Regions from separate parts of the Hordeum vulgare genome. Here region 2 is linked to region 1. Evidence: chromatin contacts called from public Hi-C data. All regions are on one chromosome and are shown on one strand. Each heading gives the region's core, a stretch centred on a gene start, on an enhancer-like site or on the middle of the called end of the contact. The rest is flanking DNA. Distances are from core to core; before and after follow the strand shown. Region 1 has its middle 43 kb from the start of LOC123441732. Region 2 holds the start of LOC123441776 (GDSL esterase/lipase At1g54790).

Region 1 (6,711 bases), core at 1,333-3,832:
TATATTATTTTAATGAAAATATACTGTAGAACTATTGTTCTACGGTCAAGGTTTCAATAAAAATGGTACAATGGTGACACAAACTACCTCTGAGTTTTTGGTTGGTATGAAGACTCGACGCTTTAGCTCGTAAGCAAAGAGAGGTCCATAATTGTTGCCTTGTGCCAACGACGTGTCTAGCTAAGCCTTTGCTCTCTACTTTACAACCCTTGAAAAACCATAAAGTATTCCTACAAACCATTTGTTACTCTTCGTCGCACTCAGTTTAATGTGTCATGAATTTTAGTTATTGATTTTATATATAGTTCTTAATTACGTTTATTTTGCTCATGTTTGTTGTTTTGGTAGATGGTAATAATTAGTAAGATTTTCAAGTACTCAACTTGGGTGCATGTAGCTTGATCTAGTGACAAGGCTAGTTGCATAAAAGAAGGCACACTCAAACTTTGCCCACAAAATTGAATAATCTCAGGACAATAGTTTCATAAAAGGTACTATAATGATCTGTGTGTTTGTGGTCATCAATGAGTTGATATATCTAACACGCATGCAAGTTTCCATGTTCATTCTCATTCCAAATCTTCTGAAATCTTCCTTGCCACTCTGTTTTCCCTTTGATCGTGACTCTTAGACATTCTTTGACAAAGATGAAACACATCTTCCCAACCGGTAAAAAACGAGCTTACATCTCTTCCACCACCCACCCACGTTTGCCCATCTCAGACGGGGCGAGGTGGATTTTCACCCACCATAGATGTAAGGTCTTATTACATCCTATATGAAAATTAAATGGTCACATGTAGTATTGCTTATATATCCCCTAAAAATGGTTATGGGCCCGACAGTCATCTTCTAGTGCAATTGGATGATATAGTGTAGGCGCCAACTGATATTTTCCTTTGATATTTTATTCGGTGAAGCGTGCCCACTGTGAAAATGTCGATAATTTTCTCAAAACTCGCAGTGTTTTTTCAGTGTGATCTCGTTGTGCAAAATGATAGTGATTAAATAATTCCTTGTGGTTTAGGGGTCAGTTGTGATCACAATCAAAATCCTTAAAATAGTATCTAAGACAAAGATGGGATGTTGGGTAACCAACATCATCAAGATAACACAAACCACTTAAGTTTAAGTTAAAACCACTATCTAATGTCACAGTTTGGCCAAGAGCACTCTTATTTCCTTTTTCATCGGACAAAGGGAATTATAGCATATGTTTCTCATTCTTAGTCATGACATGATGGTTGCTGACCTTATTTGTCTCTACATATGATGTTTTTATGAAACGTCGATGGTCTATATATTTTTTGAAGTCCAAGAGGTTGCATTTTGGTTTGGGATAGTAGTTTATACACCGGATAAAATGTACACTGCACGTGTACAATCGTCAGTAGACAAAGTTATGGATTTGCTCCTACCTCTTCTATTGTGTTGAGTACTCCCTCTGTTTCAAAATAAATGTTGTTGAGTTAGTATAAATTTTTGTACTAGTCTAGTATTAAATTTACGACACTTATTTTTAGATGGAGGGAATATTATGTTTTAGATCTTGTAAGCATGCCAAACCCTTTGCTAAGATACATCTAAAAAAACTTCACTAAAATAAGATTTGAAGTGAATCAAAAGGTGGCATTGTATAGATTATGAATCAATGTCAAATTAGATGAAGACAACCTTTTGCTAAATGTGATGCATATTACTTCCTCTGTACCTAAATAATTATAGTTGTGAAGAACTAAACTAGTTTTCCCCAACTACAATTATTTGGGTACAGAGAAAGTATTTGAGAAATCTAACTTTCTCAATTTCTCCACGGCCCATAACCCCAAAAGACGAAAAATAATTTCAGCCAATGATCGTTGTGCAGAGCAAGGTGGGCCTTATACATTACGAAATCAACGGAATCTAGCTAAAGGGGCTCAGTAATGAACACTGAGTTGATATATCATCTGAGCACCCCTTTTCGTTCTCTTTTCAGAATGCCACCCATTCCTGGTTGCATGCAGCTGCACGCAGGCGCCCCCCACATTTCCTGTTCCCGACTCAACGCATTCCTGAACGCGGTCTCATCATCATCGCCCCGCAATCTCAGTCACTATCGGCCTTGTGACTTTTCTCCCGTAGGATCTTGGTGCAAGCTCATGTGAGGCACAGTAGACGCACGGGCATGGTCGATCCGGAGCGGTGTATGCAGTGCGGTGCTGTCGCCCGGCAAAGAAAGAAAGGATTTACGAGAGGGAGGGGCGCTGGGCGGCGCTTTCCGCGGGTGGATGGGAATCGCCGGCACGAGGCGACGGCCGGCCACCGCTGCTTTAGCTAGCCAAGGCCTCTCGTACTACCTCTCACCGGCCGGCCGTGGGGACCCGGCAGCATCGGGGCGCTGGAAAAGATCGGGGCGCGGGAGAAAGGCGGAAAACTACCGGAAAAGGCCCGTCCGCTATGGTGGTAGGCAGCCTCAAGCTTCAATCATTGGGGCCGTGGACGCACGATTTCCCGAGGGGATCGGGTGGGGTGGTGGATGGACGGCCGGCGGCAAGTGGTGGGGTTTTGGCTTCTCGAGGAAATGGACGTGCGGCAAAAGTGCCGGCGCGCGTGTCGCCCGTTGCGGCCGGGGGGATCTGGAGTTTGGACAGTGGCGGCGAGATGATTAGGTGATCTACTAGTAGTTTGGATTAGATTTGTTCTAATGTCTACGCCCGTCCACACGGAAGCGGATGCGGGCCACGTCTTCTCATGTCAGGTTCGTCCATACGTGGCGTTCGATTAAAGTCAGCATTATTTTTATTAACGACGACCGTTCACCGCGTGTCCACACGACCCACAGGCGTTCTTTTTTTTTTAATCTGAGCGTGCGGTGGAGTCGGCCTTATCCTCTTTCAAAAGTCGCCTCTACCCACAGCCACCCGCTGCTCCCCCGCGGGCGGAAAACCCTAGCCATCATGGGTTTCTTCTCCATCAAAGACAAGGGCAAGTCCCCGGTGCTCCCGTCGCCGGCGTCTTCCTCTCGTCCGCCTCGGCAGCGGGTGAGCGTATGAGTGCACCAGGCGAGGTGGCACTGGGAGCACCGCGAACCCTCGCCTACCCCGATGTCATGTTGTCGCACGACTGGCATTTAGATCCGAAGAGGATCCCAGTACCAGCAGTGTCGCGGTCGGCGCGAAAGCATGCTGAGGAGGTGAGGCGTCGGCGTCAGCAGCGGCGCAACCCCATGTACGCTGCAAGACTCTCCCGAATGGGAGGTCTGGTTTGCGTGGGAGCATGAGGAGCAGCGTCCGCGTGGCGTCCGTGATGTGGTGGCTGGACCGCCGCCACCCCTCGTTGTCTGAGAAGAAGACCAGGCAACGGAGGCCGCGTACCAGAACGCGCTGGCGTTCGTCCTGCGTGCAAGCGAGGGGGAAGCACGCGTCAAGGAGGAGGAGGCGTCCTATGAGAAGCAGCTCGTAGAGGCCATGGCACTCTTCGCTATTGACGACTGCGTCATTTAGCCGTTGGCCCCGCCGTCCCCCGTCGAGCCAGGGTCGTTGGTCCTCAGGCCCGAGTTGTACGCCTAGGATGGGGTGGTGCGTGAGTGGGTCAGCACGCCACCCGTCTGGTAGGGTGCGACGTCGGAGCAGGAGGCAGCCTATCTGGAGCGTCGACGGCAGGGCGGGTGTCGGAGGAGGGCACAGAGGCCCGGCGGATCGAGCTGATGGAGCGCGAGGCCGAAGCTGAGGAGGAGGAGTGACATGTTGTCCAGCAAGTGACGGTGCAACCACCGGCGGACGACGTCGTCGCCGCCTGGGAGACGGCCTTACCCTGGGCTGGAACGGCGCCAACGCTTGTCTACCTCACCGAGTCGATGACGAGGACGAGACGGGCGCCTAGGACAGCGCGCCTACTTGTTTTTAGTTTATTAAATTTTATGTTTAATATAATATGGACAATCCCCGGCCTTCCAGACCAGCATTAAATGTTTAATTAGTGATTTTTATATTTTCAAAATGTTTGTTATGTTTTTTTCGCGTCGTCTGAAAATGGATTGTAACCGTGTTAGGCACAAGCGCTGACCCAATTACAAAAACGTATACGGGCATCTGTCGGACCGACCCAAAAGACAAAGTGCAAACATAACACCCGTCCGTTTGGATCGACCGTTTGAAGTTGCTCTGATACTCCCTTCGTTCCTAAATACCATAAGCCTTTTTAGAGATTTTATAATACAGACTGCGTATGAAACAAAATAAATGAATTTACACATTAAAACATGTATATGCATCATATGTAGTCCGTGTTAGAATTTTTAAGATGACTTATATTTTAAAACAAAGAGAGTATTTGACTCGAGAGATTCACATGACATCATCGGATAATATAGGCCTTAGACAAGAATCTATAAGAAATGAAAACTATAAAGGCGCGCTCTAGTGGATTTGTTCCCTTTTGTTTGGAAAATATACCACCTCCCATTTCAAAAGAAAGAGAAGCCTACTAATTTACGAAAGAAACCCATATGCAAATTTTGTTCGAGTTTGTTTGCAGTGAAGATACAAACACAATAAGCATACTTTCGACCTCTCCATGGTCAGGATAGAAATAACCAACACCAAAGCAGACAAAAAAAGTCATCGACAAATAGTAAAGACATATAAAAAAACTATGTGTAGAAGGGGAAAAAGAAACCCAAAGCGATCACATTTATGATCGGTAAACCACAATATTGATCATCAACATGGCGTCACACGGACGACGAGGTTCTTCAACATAATGTCTTTAGTAAGGGAGTGACGCTCAAGCGCCGCTATGACCAACTCAAACAACCCAAGGCCAAATCTAAGTTTCCATCCTGAAAAAACAATCTGAGCATACCCAATCAAATTATTATTTTTGAAACAAGGCAAAATATTCTCCATTTCATTGATTAAGGGAGAAGGTTTTAGACACAAGCCGCAAAGCGGCAAATAAAAGGACTATTCTCGCGGCATTACAACACCCAAATGTTTTGCTCCATCCAAAGCCCAAGTGACACCTCAAGTTTGATTTTGTTGATGATGACCATGGAAAGGGCCGTCGAGTTGCGGAAAACTCTAGCATTGCCTTTCGACCAAATCTCCCAAGAGATGAGCATTGTGAGGGAGGCAAGCGCCTTGGGCGAGCCGAGCCGGATCTGAAAGTTACTATTCCACCATTCTCTTACTGAAGCCCTCGTCACCCAAGTATACGTGGTGATGTGATGCATGACGAGCCATGAGAGGATGTCATTCCAAATGCGCATGGTGTTGCGACACTCGAAGAGGAGATGACTCGCGGTTTCTTGGGTTTGCTTGAAAAGAGGGCATGGACTGTAATTAGGACAACCACGGCGACTCAAGCGGCCCGAACTCCAAATCCTATCTTGAAGAACAAGCCAAGCAAAAAAACTTGCACCGAGGGGGTGCCCACACCATCCACACTAAATGGACAAGGTCCGAGGTGGTGAGGCCTTCAAATGTGCCTTGTAAGCCGAGCATGCAGAGTATACCCTATCTTTGGTGAACTTTCATATAATCAAGTCTTCAACGTCGTCATCAAGGGCCACTGTTGATAATTTGTTCCAAAGGTTAGCAAACTGTTGGATGAGTTCAAGGGAGAGGCCATTTCAGTTGTCAATATTCGCAAGCCACTAGTTGTTAGTCATAGCTTGTTGAACTAAGGAGTTTCTCTTGTGTGAGAGATCGTAGGGTGTGTTTGGTAGCATTCCCAACATAACATGGTTGTTCTCCTCTGATACATGCTGACCCTAGACAAGTTGAGTACATGCATTTGAAATTGTTTGGTAGTGGTGTATGTGCTGAAACATGTTAAGCTGAGAATTTGTTTGATAGCTTGCATCTATTTAGACATATTGGTCGATACTATAGCAACTGGTATTTTCAAATAAGTCAACAAAACATTTCAAAAAGAACAATTTTTTGAAACATGGGAAAACATGTATTTTTGAAAATTTAAACATTTTTTAAACACATTGTCGCTCGCTTCGCTCATGCATGCTCACGAGTGAACGGCTATTGGGGTGTTCACTCTTCGTGCATGCGAAGAGGGTATTTGGTCTCAGCTCATGCATGGTAAGGAGGCCTCATGCTGGTTACCAAACACTCGAAAGTGGGTCGCAAGGGAAACTGTCGAGCTCATGCACCCTACCAAACACACCTGTAGAGACCGGAAGCGGTGTCGTGAGTGCGCAATCCTCGTATCCAAGATGAATTCAAGAATCTCGTTGTCCTTCCATTTCCCACGATGATCGTAGTGGTTACCGCAAAGAAATGGTGGTTGTCTTCATGCCAATCCATGGCTTGCTCTTATCTTTCCAGTCAAACCATAACCATCGAAGTCTCGGAGCCTTAGCAAATTTGTTCAGGTTGATCACCCCCAAGTCGCCCTTGTTCTTTGGTTTGCAAACGAGGTCCCAGTTTACCTTGCATTTTCCTCCCAAAACCTTGTGTGTTGCCCGCCCAAACATTGCACGACGGATGCTATCAATTGTCTCAAGGACCTCCACCTGATGTCAAGTGGAGTGAGATTATATATTGGGAAAGGCTGTTAAGACAGCCTTCACAAGAACCGTTCTACCTGCAGCAGCCACATGGTCTTCCTTGCCAAGGTGGGAGCATGCCCGCGATCTTATCTTCGAGATGATGGAAATGGATTCTCTTGAGAAGCTTAATAGACAGAGGAAGGCCAATATAACACATCGGA
Region 2 (6,711 bases), core at 1,353-3,852, 520 kb before region 1:
ATTAGAACGTCTTGCTGAATATGCAGATGAGTTTTTGGTTCATGGAGTTGATGTGGAGGGCAAAAGGTGAACCATGTTCGTTTTTGTACTTATTTAATCCGTCTTTTCTTGATATGTAGGTGTAATCACCCTTGATGGGATTAAATTGCCTTCACATTTTTAACTTCCCATAAATGTATGAGTTTTATGATGATTGCTGTAAGTGTCAGGGATTTCTTGTTCTGTATGTGTTTAGTTACAGTCCCTCTTTTCTTTTAAGTTTATTTAAGTGTACGAGTTACTGCTGACTTGTCAGTGCTGCACTTATTGTTCATTCAAAGTATCTAATCTCACAAAAACAAAATATGAGCTGAAATACATTCTTGTTGATGTCCTGTTATGTCAGTGTAATTTTTTCTTTGATGACGCTTCTGTAGTTTAATTTAAGCTGTTTCATGAATTGCAGGTTAGGAATTGATGAGGAACTCGTGGAACTATTGGGAAGTCATTCACCTGTATGTACATCTCTATACTTGATGCGTTAGTTTAAATTCGAGTTTTTTGTCTCTTTCTTTACCTTATCGTTCTTTGTTTTAACATTGTGAGTGCCTCTTCTAGTTACTATATATAGAAAATTTAGCAAATCAGTCTCTTGAAAGGGCACGAGGAAGTCGAGTCAAACACTCTATACTAGCTAGTGGCTCAACCATTTTTCTACTTTTGATTTTATTGAACTTGAATGCAATTATAAATGGGATTCAATTGATCATACTCTACAGAAGATATCAAGTTTATATTTTCGGGTCGCTATATGTTTACTTGTACTCAACATGCACCTCTACTTTATGTTCGGCTCTGTAGATCCCGACAACATACGCTGGGGGTGTGTCAACGATGGACGACCTGGAGAGGATCAAGAAAGCAGGCAAGAGTCGAGTTGATGTTACTGTTGGGAGCGCCCTAGACATATTCGGAGGAGATTTGCCCTACGATGATGTTGTCGGTTGGCACAAGGAGCAAAACCTGGTTAGCCAGCCGTGAAGAAATCAGATAGTCTTTTTATAGAGCAATGGTGGAAGTTCTGCTCATCTGTAATCCTCATTTGACCTGACCAATATGTTCAGGCGAGGTCAGGTCAGGTCAGGTTATAGAGGTTTATTGTTTGCTGGACATTCTAGTGTGAACAGTTTGTGTGACATGTCAAAGCTGAAGCGGAGGTGTCAAGTCGGCGTTGTAGAGGAGTACTCGGTGTTTAGATACCGTGCTTTACATTCTGTTTTGTATTGTACGTACTAAGTACTCTTATAGTATTGTTGAATAAACAGAGGCTGAACTCAGGAGCCACTTGCAGCATCTTGTCAAAGCTGCCTGAAACTATCAAACTGCCTGTTGTGCCGAACTTATTGAGCTGGACTAGTGGCACTATTCTCAAAGAGAGGCCTGACACTGTAGCTGTATGGGAGCTCTGGATTCCCGGCGGAACAACCGGCAGGTGATGGGTGATCCAGGAGATTGGCAGGATAGACATTGATCGAGTGAAAGCGGATAGATGGCTCTTCAAGTCTTGAGGAGGTTGAAAGCGAGCCAGGAAGTACCATGTTTAATGCTTCGAATGGTGTTTATGCTCCAAGTCCATCATGAATCATAGTAGCTTAGGCCCTGTTTGGAACCACCCAGATTATATAATTCAGTTTTTATAATCTATTCTGTCTTCAAATAGAACAGATTATGATGTAGATTATAAAAACTAGATGAATAGATTATTAAAAACTCATAATTTACTCTACACCAGTTAAAATCAGATTATGGATTGCTAATGATCCATTATCTTTGTAAAGTTAGAGATAATTGCATTCTTACCACCGCCATCCTCCTCTTTTTTTTAAAAAAACAAAAAACAGACAGGTCATTATGCGATATATAACCTGGATTACAGTTATATAATCTGGCCTCCAAACATGTTCATCTATATTATTTTTATAAATCAGATTATAATCTATCTTCACAATCCAGATTATTATAATTTATTATGGTTTCAAACAGGGCCTGGTTAGGCTTGACATCCATAAGCAATTTTTTGTGGGTGTTAGAATAGCATGCTGAGTAGTGAGTTCCAAACCTCCGATCGATCCATCGCAGCAACGCATTGATTCGATAATGAAGCGCGCGTGGCAGCAAGCAATGAAGAATGTCTGATGCCGCCATGTGCGGGACGGGAGGCGCGCTAGACGACGTTAGCATAAAAGCACGACAAATTAGTGAGAAAAAAGCAAATCGCCCGCGCAGCACGCCACGCCACCACACCACCACTTACCGTTGCCCCCCTCGTGCCACCGCTCCACAGCTTTTCTGGCGAGCAAATTTTAGGCTCGTTTGCTCCGGGCTAGGCGATCAGGTGATGTTAACACACCACCAAACCGCGCGCGGTTCCACACCAATGACATTTCCCTCTCTTTAAAATTCTTTGCATAACCCATGAAACCTTCATAGTTTTCACCTGCCCCCCTCCTGGAAGTTGTCCCAGAATAATCCAGCACCACAAGGGCTAAACTGCAAAGGCAACCCAGAAAAAGGTCATCACATCACTGGACTGGAGCACACATTTGCCACTTGATCATTTAATGATCTCCCCTTCGTCACCCTGAACAGAAATCAAATCTGCCTCCACCCCCTAAACTGCAAAGCTTCAAGCGCCGGCGACCTCCCTCCATCTCCCTTCCTTCCACTCCTCACCCATCCCCCCCTCCCTCCCATGGCTGGAGTAAACACGAATCACAAGGATACAACCACAAGCTAGCGCAACGGAGTGGCGTGGGGAGCTGGTCAAGCGCAGCAGCCTAAAGCTCAGCTCCAGCCTCCAACCACCGCTGCCGCCGCCGCAGAGACCATGCGTGCCTCCGTGGCGCTCCTCCTCCTCGCCGCCGTCCTCTGCCTCGGCGGCGGCCGTACGGCGGCCGCGTCGCCCGACTTCGACTACCCGGCGGCCTTCAACTTCGGCGACTCCAACTCCGACACGGGCGGCCGCATCGCCGCGGGCTTCGAGCCCATGCCCCCGCCCTACGGCTCCACCTTCTTCGGCGCCCCCTCCGGCCGCTTCTCCGACGGCCGCCTCATCCTCGACTTCCTCAGTGAGCGCCCCCCCTCCCGGCCTCCATCCATTCCCGAATCCCGACCCGTCTCGTCTCCACACCCACGCTTCGTTGCCATCTGCATCGGCATCTCACCACCACCGACCAGCATCGGCGTCGACCAAAGGAATCGTCGCGTCCTAGTCGTAGACCGTCAAAACGGCTCGTCGGTGCGTGATTCTTTTGCGTGCGCCCTCTGGATGTTGCAGCAGCAGCACGAAACGAATCGGTGTACGGATGATACTTACTACTAGGAGACTGCCTACAGTCGACGATTTCCTTCATGGCAGCGTGCGCATCTCTTCTCCACCGGGTCCAGCCGGTGGTTGGAGCAAAAGGCCGAATTGGTTAGGATTGTCCTTTGCCGGACAGGTCAAACACACAGCCATGGCGGTGGTTAGGAGTGGAGATCGACGCACCACTCTGCAGCTGGTCCTCGGTAGTTGCATTCACTGTTCTAACACTATGCTAGTGGAATTGTGCTGGACGTGAGGGCCCCAGTTCGTGCGGTTTGGCAAATTGGCACCCCCGATTGTTGCAACATTTTGGTGAGATTTTGTGGATCTGTGGGGGAAATCAAGCTCTGCTTCTTGACGGAATTCTGTTCATCCAGTGTATAGAATTAAGTTTGTCGCGGTCCGGGTACCGGTTGCCTACCTTCCCGGCTGTAGTGAGTGAGACCTATCACGTGCTCTAATTTAACTAGTTTTTCAAGGCTTCGCACCTGGCTTTTATAGACTAAATCATTACGAGGCCAAGTGATGGTGGTTGTTTGGAGGCGAAACTTCTCTTTACAATAATAGTATATGGAGTAGCCATGAAGCAAACAAACGGTTAGCACAGTGCTCCTTGTGGAAAACAACATTTTCCCCAAAACCTAAGCTGTCGGTCGATGATCACTAGCTTATAAGCATGAGATCCATGGTTTGATGGCAATAATTCGAATGAAAAACAGTTTTGCAGTAGCAGTTTCATAGGCACAAATAAAATTTATGCACAGCTGTATGTCAGATAAGCTGATTCAGTTGGGTTGCTCATATCAGGAGCTGCTTTTTAGGGGGCTATTGAGTTATATTTTGTTTGAAATGCTGATCCCACTGAACATTGATTATCTGGATATGGCTAACAAGCTATTCCTCTTACTGTTTGTCAAAGAATAAATTGCAATGGTCTGTTATCTGATATTTGTTTCTTGAACTTCTCCTTGTAGTGGATGCGATGGATATGCCATTCCTCAATGCATACTTGGATTCTGTTGGCGCACCTAACTTTCGGGCGGGTGTTAACTTTGCTCAAGCTGGCTGTTCGATTACTCCAGCAACTGCAACATCTGTCAGCCCATTTTCATTTGGTCTTCAGATTAAGCAGTTCTTTGCGTTCAAGGAAAAAGTCACTAGGCTGCTCTCTCAAGGTATGACTAGTAATTAACAGGTTGTCTTGTATGTTGCGCATTTGGATATTTGTGGAATGAAATCAAAGACATGTCTTCTGCAGTATCATATAAGCATCTATTCTTTAGTAGAACCCTTGACTAAAGTAGGATGTGACTTGCCAGCTGTTGTAAAGGCTTCTTGCAAAAAAAAAAAAAAACTGAACTCATGAATGATCTCAGCAGAGCAATTGGAACCATCAAACTGAATAAGTAGACATTGTTGATTGAATACCATATTTGTGAAAGAGCACCTATTTTTTGCATTTCACTAGAATGTATTAGACAATACAGCATAGGATTACATTCATAATACATTTGAAATTATTGTACTGAGTGCAATCAGAAAATCTAAAGCTTGATGTTGTAATAGGTCTAGGATTGTCCTCTTTGAAGAGTCTGACGAGCATCACTTGTGTTACAAACTTGTAAGAGTATATATTAACTGACGAGTAAACAATGATAAGCTCCTTGATACAACAGATAACCACCCAATGCTTTTGATTTCACCAATTTATACTATGGAACTCTTACCATATTTTCACAGGAGATAGGTACCGTCGGTATATTCCTCAGTTGGATTACTTTTCGAAGGGACTCTACATGTTTGATATAGGTCAGAATGACCTTGCTGGTCAATTCTACTCAAGTACAGAGGACCAAGTCATTGCATCCATTCCGACTATTTTGTTGGAATTTGAGACTGGGCTCAAGGTTTGTAAATACATAGTGCTTCATGGTTCCATTTTTTTCATTCCATGGACTTGTCAGTTGTCCCTCATTGCACTTTGGTAATCACATTCTTAATAGAGGTAAAAATTGTAGGTTTCAGATTCTGTATCATGTACTCTTGTAGTTATATACTTCTTCAAATAAGTGCCTCACACTTAGGATATTTTTCTCCATTTATAATACAACCTTATTCTATTATGTGTTCCTTGTTATTTCAGACACTATACGATCAGGGTGCCAGGAAGTTCTGGATTCACAACACAGGTCCTCTTGGCTGCTTACCTCAAAACATAGCTCTTTTTGGCAAAGACCCAACACAACTGGATGAACTTCATTGTGTAGCAAAGCACAATCGTGCTGCGAAGATTTTCAACTTACAGCTGCATGCACTTTGCACAAAGTTGAGAAGCCAGTTTGCTGGAGCTAATATCACTTACATCGACATCTACTCCATCAAATACGCCCTGATTGGCAATTACTCTCGATATGGTATGCAAACTAGAGTTTACCAAATTCTCTTGTTACCAAGAAAACCAAGCATAAAAAAATCATTTGCACTTGTCAGTATATCATATCAATAGGGTCTAGGAAGATGTTTCAAGATTATTAATCATGCTTCAAATATGATTATCATTTGGACTAAAAGAGAGGAAACAAGGACGCTTTGGATTTTGGGTCTTCGCTCATGCTGTCTTCTAGTTTTCAGCTTTCTTGTGCTAGTTTTTTTTTACATATGCTGAATTATCAGTTTTCATGTTACCTCATCATCAGAATATCAGCGCAGTACTATTCTTGACGTTTATTGAAGTTATATTTTTTTAATTTGCACTTTCAATCTCTTACAGGATTTGAAAGTCCCACCCAAGCATGCTGTGGGTACGGAGGGCCACCCTTGAACTATGATGGCAGAGTGCCGTGTGGGCAGACGAAATCTGTGAACGGTAATCTTGTAACCGCGAAAGGATGCAGTGACAGCACTGAGTATGTCAATTGGGATGGAATTCATTATACGGAAGCTGCAAATTTCCACGTTACATCGCAGATTCTGACTGGGAAATACTCAGATCCTCCGTTCGCCGACAGGATGCCATTCCTTATAAAACCGAGGTTCTAATGAGCGGGTATTTATTCCCACTGAGACCTTGTTCGGTTCCACCTCTTCTCAAGAGGATTGAAGGGGATTAGGGTGGAATATGACTTGTAGGGAATTATATCCACCTCAATCCCTGCCAAACCCCGTCTAAATCCCTGTCGAACGAACGAGGCCTGAATTAGTAATCCAATGTAATATTGTATTGACCACAGCTGATATATTACTTGTCACATGTCAATAATCACATATAGTTTCTTTTCTCATTAGTTCAAATCCTTTTTTTTTTTTTTTTTGGTGATGTGCCCTGTTCTCTCCATGCAAAATTACTCGAAATTTTGCTGTAGCATGCT

What was found. A called contact is a pair of places that touch in the nucleus more often than the background predicts.
Region 2: a contact with region 1 is called in a Hi-C map of leaf, with 6 times the contacts expected there. The contact joins the promoter of LOC123441776 here to the enhancer-like site in region 1. A contact is called at or near these places in 4 of 6 Hi-C or Micro-C datasets (leaf, seedling and an unstated tissue) and 1 of 1 datasets of contacts at active chromatin or transcription factors (embryo).

The regions. Positions count from the first base shown.
Region 1 is chr1H:418,402,147-418,408,857 of MorexV3_pseudomolecules_assembly, reverse strand. No RefSeq gene overlaps it. Among protein-coding and RNA genes, the nearest start is that of LOC123441732, 43 kb to the right of the region's middle. Within about 2 kb of position 2,582, at least 3 of the 3 cell types and tissues checked have open chromatin away from gene starts, as enhancers often do. A contact at or near this core is called in leaf and seedling, where this site is marked.
Region 2 is chr1H:418,919,241-418,925,951 of MorexV3_pseudomolecules_assembly, reverse strand. It overlaps LOC123441776 (GDSL esterase/lipase At1g54790), which reads left to right and starts at 2,602. Exons shown (of 5, transcript XM_045118017.1): 1 at 2,602-3,107; 2 at 4,318-4,518; 3 at 5,084-5,250; 4 at 5,487-5,757; 5 at 6,114-6,627. The coding sequence starts at 2,867. The coding sequence ends at 6,382. It overlaps LOC123441798 (1-(5-phosphoribosyl)-5-[(5-phosphoribosylamino)methylideneamino] imidazole-4-carboxamide isomerase, chloroplastic-like), which reads left to right. Exons shown (of 8, transcript XM_045118027.1): 6 at 1-66; 7 at 446-494; 8 at 841-1,332. The coding sequence ends at 1,020.